Linked DNA regions of Mus musculus: region 1 is linked to region 2. Evidence: chromatin contacts called from public HiChIP or PLAC-seq data. All regions are on one chromosome and are shown on one strand. The core of a region is the stretch at or near the end of the contact, and the rest is flanking DNA. Distances in the headings are between cores, read along the strand shown. Region 1 overlaps Btbd11 (BTB (POZ) domain containing 11). Region 2 holds the start of Btbd11 (BTB (POZ) domain containing 11).

Region 1 (4,005 bases), core at 1,174-3,673, 140 kb before region 2:
TGTGCAGAGATGTTCACCTTTCACCCCACCAGCTGCTGTCAGCAGAGCCGGGTCTCAGTGGCAACAGGCTCACGATGACCCTTCTCCATCCCCCAAACACATGTCCGAAGGTTGGTTAATTCTAGAGAGCCAGGGGCTGGTTAGAGGAACAGGTTTTCTATCTGTGCTTTGTATGCAGGTGCCTGCACACATAAACACACATAAACCCTGAACGTTTACACAGACGTACAAGCACAGCTGCCCAGCTATTGGCTGTTGGCGTGTGTGCTCGACTGTCTTCTGGTACAAAGCACTGTGCCAACAGAGAAAAATGATCCACCCCTCTCCCTGAGGAAACTTTCTCAACAGATGTGATTATGCATCTTCAGAGTCTGCGTCTGTTATTTAGAAGCAGCGAGTCATGAAATCGCAGGCCCTGTAAGCTAGGGAGCTATAGATATTATGAAGTACAGCTGCCAGCATTTCCAGACCCGAAGTACACAATGACGATCCCTTATCAGAGTCCTTGGTTAAGCTCCTTTTCATAGAGGTAAGCAAGGACCAGAGAGGGTAGGGAACTTCCCTAGGGTCACACAGTCTTGGATAATGGAAAGCCACTTCCAGCGCCAGGCTGAATTATCAAACGTGAAAGGAATCAGAATTGTGGTGTTGAATTCTAGTTTCAAGGTCAGTGGAGTAATGGTCTTCAAAGATGATTACCATTAGCTCGCCAGAACCTATGAATTTGAAAGGGGCTTTCAAAAGGCTGTGCCCAGTCTCTACCAGGTCTCCGAAGGGACACGGTTCAGTCAACCCCTTGCTCTTAGCTCAACAAGGCCTGTTTGGGATTCTGACCTCCATAACATGAAAATCGTTTCAGGTCGTTCTGTCTGGAGGTCTGTATGGTGGTCATGGGAGACTCAGCATTCAGGTTAGGCTGAGCCACATGAGAGGGTTCTTGTGTGCTGGGCCTGGTGAGACCATTTGTAAGTGGCATCACTAGTCCTCCTGGAGACCCAGGAAGTAGCTGCCTTGACTTATCCAGTGGGAAATGGGCACACAGGGATTGGTACCTTAAGAGGTGTACCAGCTGCTAATAGGAAAGGTTTACCCACAGTCCAAGTTGCACATATGTGAGAAGCACCTAGAAGAGGACTGTGGGGTTGGACTATGACATCTCTGGAGCCCTTCTGACCCCTCCGACTCCTGTCAGAGATGAGGGTCTCGGGATGGCTGTGCCTAACTCTAGTCACACCAGGGCCAGTGTCTGTTCTTAGTTACCAATTTAGGTTTCCAATAGCTGGACCTAGGCAGCTCAGCTATCACTTCCAGGGTAGGTTCAGGCTGGTCTCTGATCAAGCCTGGTCTACTTGCAGATCTTTTAAGTGTGGGAACACCGGTGTGGGTGTGGCTGTGCTGGTAAGGTGGAACCTGACTCCCTCCCAGGTTGGATGCTCATAGGAGGGATTGGCTGATTCAGAATGAGTCACGTGGCTTTGTGGCTGAGCCAACTAAAGAAGGCTGGCCCCTGTCCCACTGCCTCATCCCAGACACCAGAGAGAGGGCGTCATTGGTAAGGACAACAGGTGACATGGGGGAGTCTCCGACTACATAGACTCAGAGAGGCTGCCCTATGATCTGGGAGTTCTGGTTGTCCCCTCCTGTCCCCTCTATTGTGGGCTTATGATTACAAGCCTGTTCTCTCTCTCTCTCTCTCTCTCTCTCTCTCTCTCTCTCTCTCTCTCTCTCTCACACACACACACACACACTTTTTTCTCTCTGCATTTCCTTTATTTCCTTTCCCAGATGGTTAGTGACAGCTCCACTGTGTCCCCACAGTCCCCTAATAGGAGCTGCAGCATCAAAGGCTTGTTTTGCAGGCTCTGGAGGGCCTGTGACGCTACATTCCATGCTTTCATTAAAAATGATCCCACAGGTATGTGGCTTCTACCTAAGTAAATAACCGGTCCCATGCTCATGCAAGTAGCGCAAATTGAATATGGTGGCACACACACACACATACACACACAAAGACTGAGAGTAGTAGGGGAACCTGGGACAAAAGGGTTTGGTGGGAGGAAGAAAGGCATAAGAAAAGCTGATGGGGGAGACTTTGATTAAAGAACACTGTATACGTATGTATATGATGTATATGTAGTATATGTATATAATGTATATGTATATGTAGTATATGTATATGATGTATATGTAATATATATATATACACACATATATGCATATGAAGTTGTAAAAGAGTAAATAAATTAAATAATGATTTACAAAACCCAGAATAACCCCCAAGGCCCTGTTGAAGAGAGGCTGGGCTCAGCAGGAAAGGTAGGTGCTGCCTGGGGAAAACCCAAGTTCTGGGGCGGTGTCAGGGCAGGAGGAGGCCTTTCCTGTACCTCTTGGTTCCTGGCATTTGATAGCTGGGCCACCTGGCTTCCTGGCCACACCCTGGAAGCCTGGGAGCAGCCTTCTGGCTTCTTTGCAAAGCACCCCTAGCTTTTGTCAGCCCCTCACAGCGGACAGCCTGGCCTATGGCCCACTTCTCTGTCTGAATGCTGAGGAACTGAGATGGGGCTTCATCTTTAGGCCTGGATCTGCCAGCTGCTCTCTTAGGATCCTGCTGTGCAGCTCTAACCAGGACTCTGGGAGTGCTCAGTTGATACACATCAGCTCAGCTAGCTTGAGCAAAACACCTAGCCAGCACTATTAGAGAGCCTACCTTCATGTCAGGGTCTGATTTTGCCTAGAGAGATGCTTTGTCCCAGGGCACCCCCCCCTATGGTTCACAGCCAAGTGGCCCCACAGCTTCCCTTGTGGGGACAGTGAAGGGATGGAGCTAGGGCTTGTTATTTGCAGCCTCCTCCAAGAGCACCCAATAGAGTGCCTCCTTCCTGCTGCAGCTTCAGCCCCAGGGGACACCCGAGGCAGCAGTGGCCTGGTCTTGGGAAAGTTCTATTCAGTAATCTAGCCTCCGGTGTGCACCTGCCTCTGGTGTGTTTAATGTCACTCTGATTCTAAGAGCAGCACAGGCAAGTGTCTGCTGAGCTCAGGTTCCAATGCAGGCATTAGTACACAGTGCCTTCCCAGCCCTTGGTGCTGGAGGGCATGAGTTTATCTCTGTGGAAAGGCAAGAGGCTGCCCAGAGCACACAGCTAATAAACAGGCAGAGAATTCAGCTTGAGTCTTTTTCCCCCTTGGCTTTCCCTGCAAAGGGCTAGCTTTAACGGGCATGCCACTTTCTTTGGTTATATTAAGTGAGTTGGGTTAGACCTCTGGAGGGAGAGGCCTACTACAGGCCCTTAAGTCATTCTAAGAGGGAGGAAGGAAAGGAGAGAGAGAGAGAGAGAGAGAGAGAGAGAGAGAGAGAGAGAGAGAGAGAGAGAGAGAGAGAGAGAGAGAGAGACAGGAGACTGGGTGGGAGGGGTCAGGCATGGTGAGAATTTCTTAGAGGGGCAGGAAAGCTATCCCTGCTTCTGGTGCTAAAAGGAAAAGTGTTGGCTTCCGAGAAGGAGCCAAGGAGAGCCAAGGACACACCCCATTCTGTGTCAGCCTCAGGCAAGAAAGTGGCGTCTCCCCAAGGATCGTCCCTGCACTCTCTGCAGGAGAAGGCAGCTAGTCACTGTCAGCAAGCATCTCTCCATTTCTTTTTCAGATGGAAACACTGGTGTCTGGTCAATAAGTTGTCATCACTAGGTGTCAGTGGATGGAAGTGTCTGTGACAGGAGAGGGTGCAGGGAAGAGAGATTCCTCCATATTCTGCCTCTAAATTCTCACCGAGCCTCCGTGTGCCTTTACAATGTCTCCCCAGACATCTGTGCTTGCTAGTCCTCTTACCTAAGCCCCTCCCCCCAACCCCAGGGCTCAGCATAGCTGCCCAAAGGACAAGCCAATAGTCCTTAAGCCACACTCAGCCTAGCACCCTGTATTAGGGGAGGGTCAGGACTGTGTCTCTACCACCTGGCAGGGGGCCAGCCTTTGGGCAAAGTGTGGTGCAAAGAATAGTGCAGGGATGCCATT
Region 2 (3,530 bases), core at 14-2,513:
AGTAGATGTCCCGGAAGAGACTCTCCATACAGGCGGTCAGGTAGATGGCGGCATGCTCGTGGATGCGCAGCGCCACGCGGCTGTCCACCATCCAGCGGTACACGCGGCCCACGGAGAAGGTGAGGCCGCAGCGCGCCGACTTGCCACGGCCCAAGCGGTCGCCGCCAGCGCTGCTCATGTTATAGAGGGACAGCGCGGCCAGCGCGGCAGCGGTGCAGTGAGCCGCCAGGCCCCAGGACAGTACGATCTCCATGGCACTCTGGATCTCGTACTTGGTGCACTTGGCGAAGCGCAGGCTCAGGCGCTGCGCCTCTTTAGCGATGCGCACTAGAGCCCGGCTTACCAGCATCGAGAGCTTGGCCAGCGCGTCCTTGGGCAGGCTGCCGGGGACCGCTGGGCCTGCCCGGGGATCCCGCGAGCGCAGCAGCAGCAACTCCAGTTCCTGGAGGGTCCAGGGGACCTCGTCGAGGTCCGGCAGCAACCGCGAGCAGTGCTGACCGGCGCAGTCCAGCCCCTCGGAGTCTTCCACCAGGGCAGTGTTGACGGTGTCAAAGCTGTTGTGCCGGCTGTGCATGGAGTCAGCTAAAGGCGGCCAGCAGCTCCCGCCATACGGGGACGCCGGGTGAGAGTCAGAACAGCACAGAGACAAGTTGGAGGAGCGCACAGAGTCCGCCGCGCCACCATAACCCGAGTCCAGCGTCAGATCTTCCAGCGTTCGCACCACAGGCTTCTTACCTCTCCTGGCCATCGCTGCGCCACTTCATGCTGCAGCCGCCGTGGAGCCGAGGGGAAGGAAAGGCAAGGATCTGTGGGCACCGGGGTCCTCGGGGACAGCGGGGCTCCACGTCGCCTAGGCTCACTTTCCCACCTGGCGTTGCCAGCAAGTGTCACTACTTTCGCCTGTCTCCCCGAGCCGTCACCACGGGAAGATACACGGCGGAACCTGAAGTCATCTTCTGGAGTCGGGGCCAGAGCGAGGGCGCACTGAGCCGCGAGCCAGGCCGGGAAGGAAGCTCCCGCCAGGACCCGCGCCTTTCATCCAAAATAAAAGTGTCTGGTCCTCTCCTCCCTGGGACCAGACGGATGCAGAAGCCTCCGAGAGCCGGCCACAGTGTCGATAGGACCTAGATCGCCCCAGATACGGCCGCCGCAGCTCGGCGGGCTACGGGCTCCCCCGGCTCCGGGATCCGGGCCGCGGTTCTCTTGAGCTCCCGCCCCGCACTAAAGCGCTGTAGCCAGGCGGCTGCAAAACCCTGCTGAGCCCCAGCAAACCAAGCAGTCAGAGGGCGGGCGCATGCAAAGCAGGGCCGTCGAAGAGCCAATGGAATCGGGGGATGCTAATTACTTAGGTTTTTTTTTTTTTTTTTTATTCCTCCCTTCCATGCGGCCCCGCCCCTCAGACACGCCCCCCCAGGCCTTGACCAGGGCTGCAGCTAGGAGGGATCCGCGGCCTAGGTGGAAGCCTGGAGAAGAACAGTCATCCTGCAACTGTAGCTTCCCTAGTTTCTGCTTTCGAACTATCGACAAAAATATCATTTATATCGTTATTTGTTCCACTCTGCGGTTCATAAAGTGTTTGTCCGAGGGTTACTTTCTGCTTTGGCATTTTAGATTTCTCTTTCCCTCCCACCAGCCCATACAAGATGCACGTTTCTCCTCCCTCTTCAGGCACCCTGACTAATTCAGGCGGGTGCCGCTTCTCAGCCTGGGTTTGCTCCAGCATGGAAGGAAATAAAACAGGAAAGTAGTGAGGGGGAGACTGATAATTGCCACTGGGAAGCGAATCTCTAGCCATAAACCACCTGTCACCAGGACTTTCTAGGTTTGTTCGGCAGACAGGAATCTACCCTTAAGTTCCAGGGTGTGTGTGTGTGTGTGTGTGTGTGTGTGTGTGTGTGTGTGTGTGTGTGTTCCGGCCACTCTGTGGTTCTGGTGGACAATGCTCTAGACTGCTCAAACTTAAATTTGTGCACAGGAGAATATTCTTTTCAGCTAAAGAAAGATACAAAATATATGTGTGTGTCTGCTGCATTTCTGTGTCTAACAGCATCATTGCTTGGCTATTTGTCTATCTCTACCTACCTTAGGAAAAACCTTATTCATTCAAAGATTCCTACCTCCCTTACACAATCCTATTCCTACAAGAAGCCCACCCTGATCTCCCAAAACTATCCTGGGTGTTTCCACCACCCCACCCTCTTCGATGGCTTCACATTTCTGGGCCCTTGTCACGCTGGCTTGCTACTATCTATTTATTTGTCTGGATCCCACATTGGGCTAGGGAGTTGTGGTAAATGTATGAGTCGACAAGGGAAGGACGTGCTTTGAACTGCTGGTTTGAACGTTCAACTGTGGCTGAAGGGATGTGAGAAGACACTCAACATCACTGGCCATCAGGGTAACTGCAAATCAGAACCATAAGGAGCTGCCAGCTCATGCCTGTTAGGATGGCGATTATCAGAAAGTCAAAAGATTACAAGCATCAACAAGGGTGTGGAGGATAAAGAAGAGTGTACTCTATTGGTGAGAAGGGAAATTGATATAGCTATTATGGAAAATAATGCCGAAGATCTTCAAAAAATTACTAATTAGAACTACCATGTGATCCAATAATCCCACATCTGGATCTTTACCAAACAGAAATAAAGCCACTATTTAAAAGATCTATTTACTCCCCTCTCCCTGTTCATTGAAGCATTATTTGCAATCGCTAAGAGAGAATATTGTTCAGACTTCAAAAAGAAGGAAATCTCACCATGTATAACAAATGGCTAATCTGGACAGTATCATCCTGCTAAGGGGAGTGTCTCACTTATTGTGTGACTCTAAAAAGAATCACACAGTAGCACCAGAATGTACGATGGTAACTGGGTGCAGACAGGGGCGGGGGATTGTTCAGCACACAGACTTATATTTACAGATGATGTGTTCCACAGTTCTAGAGACATTACATACATGCAGGGTGGCATCTAGAGTGAATGATGATGTCGGTAGGAAGTTGTCTGTAAGTGTTCTTATCAGGCAGAGGAAAAGGTCAGATGTATGGGTTGAGAGGTATGTTAATTTTCTTGATTATGGTAATTATTCACAATACATATAATAAACACCACATAGTACACCTTAAATGCCTATCATTTTTGTTTGTCATTCAAATCTCAGTAAGGATGGGGGTGGGGCATAGGCAGCTGTGGATTCCCTGCCGTTCATCCTGCATATCCCATGTCATCCTGTAATTTCCATCCTAATACACGTCCATAGCAACACGTTCCCTTTCCTGTTCTCTAATATCAGAATCTTCCTAAAGTTTACCTCTTATGTTGTCACGCATAACAAAATCAAAACTAACAAACCACTCATATCAAAAAATGTGAGCTATTTTATTTATTTATTTATTTATTTATTTAGTCTCCCAAGTACCTAAAGTTTACACTTATTACTTAGCTTTCAGGAGTCCCACGCTATTCTTAAACTTCCTTTCTGTAATTTCACAGAGAGAGAGAGAGAGAGAGACAGAGAGAGACAGAGAGAGA

What was found. HiChIP or PLAC-seq counts read pairs in DNA pulled down with a chosen protein or histone mark.
Region 1: a contact with region 2 is called in an H3K4me3 HiChIP or PLAC-seq map of embryonic stem cells, with 6 times the contacts expected there. The contact joins the enhancer-like site here to the promoter of Btbd11 in region 2. A contact is called at or near these places in 3 of 39 promoter capture datasets (the 3T3-L1 cell line, cranial neural crest and second pharyngeal arch cranial neural crest), 10 of 484 Hi-C or Micro-C datasets (cerebellum, embryonic stem cells, myocytes and 4 more) and 17 of 115 datasets of contacts at active chromatin or transcription factors (embryonic forebrain, embryonic hindbrain, embryonic limb bud and 8 more).

The regions. Positions count from the first base shown.
Region 1 is chr10:85,525,354-85,529,358 of GRCm38.p6, reverse strand. All of the region lies in intron 1 of Btbd11 (BTB (POZ) domain containing 11), which reads right to left. Among named protein-coding and RNA genes, the nearest start is that of Gm40731, 63 kb to the left of the region's middle. Within about 2 kb of position 2,423, at least 25 of the 459 cell types and tissues checked have an H3K27ac peak or open chromatin away from gene starts, as enhancers often do. A contact at or near this core is called in cerebellum and embryonic stem cells, where this site is marked.
Region 2 is chr10:85,384,547-85,388,076 of GRCm38.p6, reverse strand. Btbd11 (BTB (POZ) domain containing 11) reads right to left here and starts at 1,263. Exons shown (of 17, transcript NM_028709.2): 1 at 1-1,263. The coding sequence starts at 748.